Regions from separate parts of the Mus musculus genome. Here regions 1 and 2 are each linked to region 3. A link is a contact called in public HiChIP or PLAC-seq and promoter capture Hi-C data. All regions are on one chromosome and are shown on one strand. The core of a region is the stretch at or near the end of the contact, and the rest is flanking DNA. Distances in the headings are between cores, read along the strand shown.

The links. Promoter capture Hi-C pulls out the DNA fragments that hold promoters and counts their contacts. HiChIP or PLAC-seq counts read pairs in DNA pulled down with a chosen protein or histone mark.
Region 1: a promoter capture Hi-C map of pre-B cells shows a contact between it and region 3, with 4 times the contacts expected there. The contact joins the promoter of Cd180 here to the promoter of Ccdc125 in region 3. A contact is called at or near these places in 2 of 39 promoter capture datasets (embryonic stem cells and pre-B cells) and 1 of 9 other capture datasets (liver).
Region 2: a contact with region 3 is called in an H3K27ac HiChIP or PLAC-seq map of embryonic stem cells, with 4 times the contacts expected there. The contact joins the promoter of 1700099I09Rik here to the promoter of Ccdc125 in region 3. A contact is called at or near these places in 1 of 39 promoter capture datasets (pre-B cells) and 2 of 115 datasets of contacts at active chromatin or transcription factors (embryonic stem cells and large pre-B cells).

The regions. Positions count from the first base shown.
Region 1 is chr13:102,691,646-102,695,711 of GRCm38.p6, reverse strand. It overlaps Cd180 (CD180 antigen), which reads right to left and starts at 2,154. Exons shown (of 3, transcript NM_008533.2): 1 at 1,923-2,154. The coding sequence starts at 2,012.
Region 2 is chr13:102,758,702-102,762,194 of GRCm38.p6, reverse strand. It overlaps 1700099I09Rik (RIKEN cDNA 1700099I09 gene), which reads right to left and starts at 1,940. Exons shown (of 2, transcript NR_130318.1): 1 at 1,899-1,940; 2 at 299-933. Mast4 (microtubule associated serine/threonine kinase family member 4) reads left to right here. Exons shown (of 29, transcript NM_175171.3): 20 at 778-900; 21 at 1,123-1,235; 22 at 3,045-3,172; 23 at 3,458-3,493.
Region 3 is chr13:100,667,637-100,671,620 of GRCm38.p6, reverse strand. Ccdc125 (coiled-coil domain containing 125) reads right to left here and starts at 2,140. Exons shown (of 12, transcript NM_183115.5): 1 at 1,770-2,140.

The DNA of each region.
Region 1 (4,066 bases), core at 905-3,404, 2.0 Mb before region 3:
GAAAAGGAAGTAAGGAGAAGGCTGGGTCGAGGCAGGCTAGTTTGGATGGAGGAGACCACACATGGAAACCAAAAGCATAGTCTTTCCTAATCGGCCCTGCATTCTCCCACGTGCCTGTGCCCTAGAGGTCAGGAACACTTAGAAACAGGCTCCCATCATATTCATGCATTAAACAGTTTAGGAACTCAGCTGCTTAGAAAGAATAAACGAGGGAAGGGGGAAGAGAGAAGAGAGATTGAATGTTAATAAAACACAGGGTCTTTAGGGGATGCACTGAGCCCCACCCTCAGGACCTGAAAGGCACAGTACTGGAGGCCTAAGGCAGACAACTTCTCTCTTTTTGCCCCATTCCTCTTCCCTCTGCCAATGTAGGGGTCATGTACAAAAGGGAACTGGCAGCTCCAGAGCCTGGTGTCATCCTTGGGTAGTTTGAATGGCTCAGTACCTCCGCTGGAAGCTTCCTTCCTGGACTCCTTGTGGCCTCAGAAGGGCTAGACTGACTTCCCACAAGTGCTGCACTGCATATTGCCTTGCTCTGTGAAACTCCAATGAATGGGAGGACCATTCCATCTGGAGATGATGTCAGCAGGTGCCTGGCATTTGTCCTTGGTCACTGAGGTGATGTCCCCATCCTGATCCCCCTAAGACATCTACATGATGCATGACATTGAGCTCCCAGCTTAAATGTGGTGAGTGGAGCTGGGGCTGCTGAAGGAAGGCCCTTCCCTCTTTTACTTCTTTTATGTGCTGAGTTGTGTCCCATCCTCCCAACCATGTACTCCTGCCACTGATTCTAACTCCGAGGACACCATGCCTCAAGTGACTATAACTGGAGAGAAGGCCTTTCAAGATATGATTACAGTAAAATGAGGAATGCTGGGTAGGTCCTGAGCCAGCATGACTAATGTCCCAATAAGAGAAAATGAGACACACTTAAGCATGGGGAGAGACACAAGAGGACAACCAACGATAAGCCAAGGGAAAGTCCTCAGAGGAAAACAACCTTGCTGTTACCTCCATCCTGGATCTCCAGCCTCCAGAAACGACAAACAATACATTCCTACTGTGTAAAATCCCTCACTCTGAAGCTCTGCTTCTGGAAACCCAAAGAAACTAATATAACATCCCTGCCTTGGATTTCCCTGGTATCCTATTTCTGCTCAGTCTGGGAGCATCCCGAGTCTACCCAAATCCAAGGCTAACAAGCTTCTGTTTATTTCTGCTCCAGACTTTATTCCAGTCCTGGCTTTGGGTTCAATTTATACCCTTGACTTCTAGCTATCCCTGGCCTACATTCTCCTTTTGGTCTCCAAGTAGGAAAGCGGCTAACCGAGCCATCAAGGCTCACAGTCTTTTCTGTCTTCGCCATTTGTCAAGCAGGCCCACGTGGACTGGCTACTGGCCAGGGTCAAGGACAGTGGTAGGGAGGTTTAAGATGGCAAAAGATCGAGGCCATTCTCTCTCTCTCCATTCTCTTCATGGTTTCCCATGCATTGATAAATATTGTTACAGTTTAAACCAGAAGGTTTGAGTTGCCTCGGGTCTCAGATTTACTCTGGTTGGTTAGTCCTACAGATGGAAGGGTTTGTCTAATTGGAGGAGAAGATCAATCTGTATTCACAATGATCCTTATAAATTTTCTGAATCTTGGCATGAGCCTGTCTTTACTAGCCCTTCTCAAGACAGCTAAGAAACCAAAGGGTTCTGTGGGGAGTGACCATGTCCTAGGACAGTGGACAAACAGCTTTAGGCATCAGGATTGAGGGGATCTGCTCTTTGCACCAAACCCCTGATGATATCTCCCGTTGTCCTTTTCAGGACAGTAGAGACTGCGAGCCAAAGCTCAGATGAATCTGTATACGATATCTCAAGTTTTTCAGCAAGTGTCAGCAGCTGGGTAGAGACAAATAGTTTGGACTCACCTCAATGCACTTCTGATCTGAGGATGTGGTGGCTCGGCAACTGGCCAAGAAGAGGGCCACTAAAAAGAAGCAGCTGATGTCCGGAGCCATCCCAGGTCCAGAGCAAGCCCAGCTGCGTAGGATTATCTAATGCTCAGAGCCAAGCAATCTAATCACACTCTAATAGCCCTGGCAATTTGGCAGGCAATGAAGTGCTCAGAAGGTCGATCTTAGAACCGAAATGCTGGGAGCTGCTCAGCATTTGTGGATCTGTCATGCAAAAGGAAAAAAAAAAAAAAAAAAAAAAAAGGGGAAGTTCTTTTTGCATACCAACCATCTTGGCCAAAAATAACTAAGAGCCCTACCCCATGATGGCCTACTGCATTTCCTGTCAAACACACGGATGAGTTGTGCAGCTCTCTAGAATCTCACTACGATGCTTCCCACTGCGTTGAAGCCAGTTTCAAGGGGTTTGGGCCACTTAGCCAATTTCTAGTCTCTATCCTTGTGAGAGTCTGTGGATGTAGGAATTTGCTGCACTCACAATGGACACCACTTCTTCTAGCTGTCCCTGTGAGTGGTTAGGAGAAGGGTAGAGCAGGGCAGAGTGCTTTCCTGCAGCAAACCTGAGGGCTTTGACACTGGGGACTGGGGCAGAAGGAGATAGGCCCAACGGTCCTGCTAGCTGAGTGAACCTCATCTGCTTCCTGGACCACTGCTGTTCTTTCTGTGGACAGATTACTTTCTCTCTCACCCTAGTGACTTAGGACTGTTAAAATGGCTCAGGTGAAAGCCCCTTGTCTGGTTTCACAAAAGGCTCAAAGTTAAACAAGACAGCTGGAGCAGAAATAAGTATATCAGCTTGGGGTCCCTTTTGCCTTAGAAATAGCTTTGACATTGAATAAGTCAGTTGTTAGAGTGATTTCTTAGCATGCATTAAACTTCCAAGTTTGATCCCCAGCATCCCATACAACAAACAGTCATGGGCATACCCACCAGAAATTCAGCATTCCGGAGATAGAGGCAGGAAGATAGGTCACTCAAGGTCAGAGGGAGTTTGAGGCCAGCCCAGGTTACAGGAAATCCTTTCTAGGGGGTGAGGGGAGAAAAAAGCAATAGGGGCAGTAATTATTTGGAAGATCAAGGAGTGGCAGGGAGAGAAAAAGATCAAGCATTTACCCAGTGAACTTAGCTACCACAGGTCTTTTCTGACCTTGAACCGGTTGATATATGGGGGATAGCTGGTGTTGCCTTCTAAAACAATTGAATAGACTTGAATAGTAGACAGGACAAGGGATGTTCACTCCTCTCTTTCAGCAGAGGCTGAACAGGGGCAGGAAAAGCTTCTCCTTTGGGCTTCGTTAGGGATGTTCTCAGTAACGAGGCGTTCCATAAAATGCCATCCTCACCAACAAGCATACCTCTGAAGATGCTATTTGCAAAACATGATCTAAGCCAATAAAGGTGCATGGCAGGGCACTTTACCTCACAGAAGGCACCCCTCACAGTGAGGAACCAAAGGGGCTAAGCCTCAGGTCCACTGCTGGCCATCTGAGTGACCTCCAAAAAAGACACCACAGTTCCCTGGATGTAGTTTCTTGTCTGTAAGACTGGGGCTGTTGTGCTTATATCACATGGTAGTTATGAGGATCAAAAGGGATCATTTGTAGGAAAACGCTTTCTTAACCTTAAAGCCCTGCATAAACATAAAGAAAGCAAAGGGACGGGATGTGGGCTGTGAGCCACCGATCCCAATGTCATGTAAATATCACTCTCAGGAAATTGTCTCCTACCCCAGAGACACTGAAAAGGTGTATTGCTTTCTGTCTTGAAGAAAGGTTTGATGGCTCCGTTAAGGCCATAAGATTTTGTCATTTTTCTGAGGCCATGTCATTTGCATATGATTTGCGTGCGTTTGCATAATGGATTCAAAAGACTCCCTGCCAGTGTATAAGAGTAAAAGAAAAATAAATGAATACGAGTGACCTTCTGCCACAGCATTCAAATCAAATATTCAGGGCATAATACCCTGAAATATGAAATAGATTAAAATTTAAACTATTGCAAACAGATAGGAAGATAGGTTTTGGAGTTCAGAAGCAAGAATGAAGCCCTTATTTGGTTCCAGATTGTATAGAATCACAGTCCCCTAAAGGTCACCCCAT
Region 2 (3,493 bases), core at 691-3,190, 2.1 Mb before region 3:
GCTGGGATAGGGCGGGGCCTGCTCTTACCAAGTCACTTCCCTCTCTCTCCATGGGATGTTGTGAATACATTTTCAGTGAGCCTTGCCCTTTAACTGTTTAAAGTCATTAAATAAATTTAAAAACCTCTCACCAAACTGCACTACCACAATTATCTGGCAAACAGAAGCCTCAGCTTTAGCCCCTGTGGCTGATTTATGTTAGACGAATTATAAATCTGTCTAACCAATTTGCCGTTTCCTTACTTAAGGATCTAAAGCACTGACTCTAATTCTTCCCTGTGTTAATGAGCAATCTGATAAAACTGAATGGAAAACTTTATATAATATTTAGGAAAAATCCATCATTATTAACCTTCCCTCCAGAAGAAATCTTGCTGTAAGCACATTTTGCACCTTGTTAGGATCTTCAGGGTTTGTAATGAGCAAGTCTGTTTTTGGGCCAACGTGCGTCCATGTCCCCAGGTTCAGTATAATGTGATTTTAAGTGGCCCTGTCATTAACCTTTGAAAAATGGAAGAAGTCGTAGAAAAATTAACTGAGAAAAATCTGTGCTATAGCAACCGCTGTTAGCAAAATCTGATTTCCTGCTGATAAAGTCTAGAAATTTTTTTTTTCAAGTTTTGGTTGTAGAAGGTGGGGGCGGGGGGGGGGGAGGTAGTGTGGACTCCACCACTTCTTCATTTCTCTGCTAACAAATATCGTGAACTGTTTGTAAGCGTGGTGCTTCCTGTACAGAGGGTGGTTCAGCCTCTCAGCCTCGCTCCTCTCCCCGTCCAGGTGGAGCCTATGAAGTGAAGCAGCATCGTTTCTTCCGCTCCTTAGACTGGAACAGTTTGCTGAGACAGAAGGCGGAATTTATTCCCCAACTGGAATCGGAGGATGACACAAGTTATTTTGATAGTACGTGCATTATCTGACATCCTTTGGCCTTTCCTAGATTTAAAAAAAGAAAAACAAAAACAAAACCATAGTTCATCTCCAACTTCACACTTTCCAACTTCGTACCTACAAATTCTAGAAAGCTCCCTGTTGTTCTGCTCCAGGTCCTCAGAGGGTAGTTGTCACTGTTAAATACAGAAGCTCTCTGAGTAACCCAGACTGTTCCCAACCCTTCCTCCGCAGCTCGGTCAGAGAAGTATCATCACATGGAGACGGAGGAGGAGGACGATACAAACGATGAGGACTTCACCGTGGAGATAAGGCAGTTTTCTTCCTGTTCACACAGGTTTTCAAAAGTAAGTGGGACGGGGCATCAGCATGCAAAACCTTGGTATCCACCTCAGTTGGACTAGACTGTAAAAGCACCTGCGCTTTGTGGGGTGTGAGTTCTCCAGCACTCAAAACTCCCAGTTAGTTGGGGAAATGGTCTCATATACTTAATAAGCAGCCGTTTTCCACCCTAAAGACATGGCTCCAACTTTGGGAGTTGATTGTTGCTTTGAGGCAAAGATGCCAACGCTTTGTTGTCTTTCATGAGAGTTGTCATGTGGTGAACTTGCCTACCTGCCCCCTAAGGTCTAGCTGAGAGCTAGTCTGTGGAGGCTTTTGTCAATGAGGAAGGGCATAGGCGTCACTGTGTGCAGAGATCCCCCTTATTGTGACACAGTATAACACAGGAATGATACTCAGTTCTTTGCATGAGCCAGGGTTCTTGGGGGACACTTGACTTTGAGATAAGCAAATATTTTGATCGGTAATAGAGATTATAACTGATATCGAAAAGGCAGTGGGAAGACAACGATAGAAGTTTAGAAATGGTAGAAGAAAATAAGATTGATTGAGAGAGATCCCTTTTTATAAACTCAGGTAAGATTTTAAAACAGACAAACAAACAACCTGATTTTTTTGGTAGGTTGGGAACCCAGGGATAATGGAAATAAACCCAGAGGGCACCCTACCTCCTTTCTGCTAGTCTCAGTTGCTACATCTTTGTGGTTGCCATGGCATTTTGCATGATTCTTCCTTAGGAATTCTATAACAATTGGTGATTTTAAAGCACTCTGTATGTTTTCCTGAATGATTACCCAAAATGCATCTGCAGATCAGCCAGTGCTGCCCCTGTCTGTTTATAGGACCAACATGGGGGCAGGGATTTCCCTGGAGACTTACAGCATGTGTGTCCTGAAGCAAGTTTAACTGACATCGGATGGGTCCTCAGAACACAACCCATCCTTTGCTCTCTCTCAGAACTCCTCCTACACAGTTTGCTTCTTTACTTTGGAAAGCGTTTTATTTTCCCCGGCCTCCTGTTCTTTAGCCTCATCTTCTTCTAACTCTAGAGAGACTGTGGCGATTCAGAAGTGGGCTAAAAAGAGGCCTCTTTGCCTAAGCTATAGTCTCCTGCAACTGCAACTGCAGCTGCAGCTGCCTGATTTGTAAGCCAAAGGTATCTGGTTAGCTCCCTCTTCCCCAGAACCCGCCCCACTCTAAGTTCTGAAACACACCATCCCTTCCTCTACCCGCACGCAACCTCAACTCCTGACTGGCGGCCATTAAACACCTTTTCTTTTCTGTATCATTTTCTCTATCTGGTTACTTTTTGAGCCCCGAGCCAGTCTGAGATGTACATTGCTCCGAAACCATGAAACCTGAGTGCATCTACGATTCTTCTTTGTAGATACAGAGTCCTTGAGGTTTGGTGAAAGGAGAGGGTCAGTCCAGCCCCCCCACTCGAAAAGAATGTGTCTTCATACCTTAACCCTTCTCTCTTGTGGCGTGCACACAACCTTGTTAGCATTTTCCACAACATGGCCCTAGTTTCCAATTTTTTTTGTTCGGTTTGGTTTTTTAGAGACAGGGTTTCTCTGTGTAGCTCTGGCTGTCCTGAAACTCACTCTGTAGACCAAGCTGGTTTAGAACTCAGAGATCTGCCGCTCTTTGCCTCCCAAGTTCTGAGATGAAAGGTGTGCACCACCATGTGTGGGTCTGCCAGTTCCTGATTTTACTTCAATATTCGGGGTTTTGGTTTTTTAATTTTTTTCCCTAAGACTTCTGACAAGCTCTTTTTAGATGTAGTTCATAAACAATGGTTATTCGCCCCGCAGGTTTTCAGCAGTATAGATCGCATAACTCAAAATTCAGGAGAAGACAAAGATGACTCTGAGGACAAGACCAAAAGCACAACGTTGCCATCCACAGAGACACTCAGCTGGAGTTCCGAATACTCTGAAATGTACGTGAGAAGCTCCCCAGGGCCCTCGTAAACAGTGTGTGCTGGGGCAGTGCATCTGAGACCCACGCCCAGAGTTTCCACTCCAGTAGATCTCAGATTGCCCCAACAGCATAGATGTCCTTCCATGCCCCCTGCTTGTGCTGACACTGGGTACCATATCATAAGAACAATTGCTCCAGACATCCATTGGTTAGGATTATCCAGCTTCCCTTTTAGCCTGGTTTCCTCAACCCTTAATGGTTTCCTGGAGGTGGAGGTGTGACTTGCTCTTGTTTTTTAATTAAGGCAACAGTTATCGACCTCCAACTCTTCAGATACTGA
Region 3 (3,984 bases), core at 891-3,390:
AGAATTTGTGTACCAGTTTATCTACTTTTTAAGTGAGATTACAACATATAAATTAAAAAAAAAATTTTTTAGAGTATTAAACTTCTGTTTATGTATCAGCATTTTGCAAAGCATATTCCATGGAACATTCCTCCACCCTATTAATATTTCTAGACATAAAAGGGTTCTTTTGATTTTGTTGAGAGATATTTTTCCTAATCCAAGAATACATGACTTGCCCAAATAACACAGATAACCGGTCAGTATAGCCAGGACTAGAAATCATATCCATCCCTGTCTGGTCCTCTGGACACTTGGGGAAGGGCAAGCATGAATAGACTGTCAGCAATATTCCTATTTTTCACTAAAATAACTGAAAAATAGTGACCTGCTGATTGCTAACGCCAAGATTTAGCCCCACCCCCAAAGCCTCTGTAGGAGCTCTGACACTTTAACTTCCCACATCTGCTCTCTGGGACACCAGGGCTTCTCAACCAAGCAACAAAGCAGCTCCTGCCCTTTTGCCAGGAGGGCCACCTCTGTGCCTTCCAAGGCTCCTTCTCTTCTGGCTCCTCCTGGATAGGCTGCCTTCCACTGTTACCACTCTTAAACACACGTTTCCAGCCGGACATTCTGCCTACAATCCTAATACAACTGAAACCAAGTTCGTTTCTTTCCCCACTCCCAATCCGGGTCTCTTCTAGGGTTCTCTATTTTGTCAAATGTGTCATCTATGTTTCAAAAGCATCAAGTAAATTTGGAATCAATTTCCCCCTTTCTCTTTGATCCTCACATGCCTTTAATCCCCAAGTCTTCAAGTCTCACAAATATCTCCCCAAATCATATCCTTTGCACTTGAATTTCCTAGTTGAATTTATGATAACTTCTGGCCTGAACCAACAGAGCCACCCTACACACCGTGCTGAGTCAATACTTTTTAAACAGATCTAAGGATGTCCCTCTCTTACCCTAACACATTCCATGGCTCCAATAAAGGTATGTCTCATTTGCTCACATCTAACAGATTCTCCAAGATATTTGTTGAAGCGAAATGAGAGAGGACACATTCCAAAGGGAAAAACTTAGGCAGCAGGATCTACCCCCACCAGCCTGACAACTTTGCTTTTAGCAAACAAGTTGATCAAACAGCTACCTACTTCCTGTCCTGTCCGGCTTGGTGGGGAAAAAACTAACATAAACCCTCCTTGGTGAACCATGAGCCGCTTCTCTTTGCTGTGGGCTGTATATATTAACTTTTAGCTTTAGAATAATTTTAGATTTACAATAAGTTGCAAAGATTTAGACCTCTATGCCCGTCACTTAAATTCCTCTAAAGTTAGCATCAGGGTACATTTATCAAAAATTGAGACAAAGACACCAGCGCAGGTTAAACTAAACCACACACTTCCGTAGATTTCCTGTTTTTCTCGAGGGCTTTTGTTCGTTCCTTTTTGTTTCAAGATATTGAAACCAGGATATTGCATAGCATTTAGTGCGTTACAGCTTTATGGCTCAAAACTAATAGTTAAATAATAGCAAGAAAAGACAGAAACAGAGTTTTTGAAATCGGTATTCTTCGGTGTCAGACCATTAATGGCTGGCTCTATGTGGGGAAAGGAGCCCTATTGCTAGTCTGACCACCACCTGCAGTTTCCACTCCTGGGCAGCTCGGCTCCATACCCTCCCCACCGCGGGTTCCCGGTGTCCTGGCCTGACGCTGGCACTCTGCGCATCCGTCCCAAGGATCGAACCTTCCGCTGCGCAGCCCGCGCGCCCCTTCAGAGGCTCACCCCACTCCGCCACGCGTCCTCGGGCCACGTGACTGCACGACCACCGCAGGGGACCCGAAAGGATCGCCAGGTCCGGGTGGGCCAGCGGCGCTTCAGCTCTCCTGAGCCCAGTATCCGTGCCTCCGTGCAACCGGATGTTAGCTGCCCTCCTCCAACTTCAGCTCCAAAGCCGGATGGACAAACCGACGGGCAAATAAAAGTCTGAGATTTAGAACAGACTGGGGCAAGGTGAGCGTCAATACATGGAAAATTATGAGTCCCAACCTTGGGACTTCAGGAACCCCCTAAGAGAAAAGTGTGCCGGAGCTGGGGTTCCCGGAGAGGTAGATCTCGGAACACCGGCTTTCGGCATTAGAAAGCCCGGTTAGGAACCCTGAAGGCAGCCTGGGCCAGAGGGAGCGCTGAAGCACAGGCGGAGCGGGAGGCAATGCCTGGAGAGCGACCCCTGCTCCTTTCCTATCACAGGTGCTACCTCGCACTAACCCATCCGCCATACTGGATCAACTTCATGACCTTGTTGAAATGGTTGTGTTCTAATTCTCTGTGCCAATACCCTTAACCGAAGACTTTGTTATTTTCAAACACTTTCCCAGGCTTGAAGATTACTCTGGTAGAAATAGACATCAGATCCTTCTCTGGCACTAATGAACTTCGCAGACTAGAGCCAGTCTAGTCTGTATTGTCCTTAGTTACTTAGACATGAGGAAAATCCGACTTAGAACGGATTTTATCTTGGGAGTCTTTCTCATAAACTTCATGCAATCACCTAGCTACGTGATTCTATACCTGTGTTGAAACTAGTGCACTACTTCCAGGAGTGGCTGTGTGAATTCAAAGCTCATTAAAAAACATGTTTCAGACTGCCGGCATACTAATATATGTTATCACTCATGTGTTTGTGATAGTAAAAATCTGCAAACGTATGTCCACCGGAAAATTGATTAATTAAAACTAATATATCAGGACTCCTGGGCATGGGGGCGGGCGGGTAGGGGGATGGAGAAAAGAAGACACCTGGTGTGAACTGCAAGGTCCATTAACACGTGCACACATGTACTTACATTCGTCTATTCTACAAATACACCGCACACACAAGCAACTCTTTTAACAGATGTGAAGTGTGTCTTTTTTTGAAGTGCTGGTAATCACAGTGAGCTTGTGACGGTTTGTTTGAGAATGGCTCCTATAAGCTTATATTTTTCGAATGCTTAGTCTCTGGTTAGTGGAACTACTAGGTTTGGGACCGATTAGGAGGTGTGACTTTGGTGGAGGGGGTGTGTCACTGAAGGTGGACCAGTCTCTCTCTTCTGCTTGTGGGTCAGGTGTAAGCTCTTAGCTACTGTTCCAGAGCGGTGCTCCCCACGATGATGGCCGTGGACTCACCATCTGAAACTGTAAGCAAACTTCCCAATCAGATGCTTTCTTTTATAAGTTGCCTTGGTCACGGTGTTTTTTCACAGCAGTAGAACAGTGAGTGACTAAGCCAGGTTTTGTACATCTAAACATTTGCCATCACTGAGCCACACCCCGAGACTACATTTAAGTCTCCAAATCTTTTTTTTTGTTTTTTGTTTTTTTTGTTGTTGTTGTTGTTTTCAAGACAGGGTTTCTCTGTGTAGCCCTGGCTGTCCTGGAACTCACTCTGTAAACCAGGCTGGCCTCAAACTCAGAAATCCGCCTGCCTCTGCCTCCCAAGTGCTGGGATTAAAGGTGTGCGCCACCACTGCCCGGCAAAGTCACCAAATCTTAAATCAGATTTTTTTTTTCTTCTTCTGTGACAGGGTTTCTTTATCCTGGCTGTCCTGGGACTTGCTTTGTAAACCAGTCTGGCCTCAAATTGAGAGGCCCATCTGCCTCTGCCTCCCTAGTGCTAGGATTAATGGCATGTGCCACTAATGCTGGGCTATTAAATCTGAATTTTAAGATGGTAAAAATTTATCTAAAATATAATTGAGAGGTTTGTATTTTCTGAGATGATACAATCCTCTCATAAATTAAAATACAGAGTATGTGTGTGCCCATGGAGGCCAGGGGACAACCTTGGAGACTATTCCTCAGGCACCTCACATCTTATTTTTAAGACATAAAATATTTAAAAAAATAAGACACCTTATTTTTAAGACTTCAGCCTGGAATGCATGAAGTAAGTAGGCTAGGCTAGCCCCAGAGCTAGAGAGCCACCTGTTTCCACCTCTTCAGCACTCAGTTAATAAGC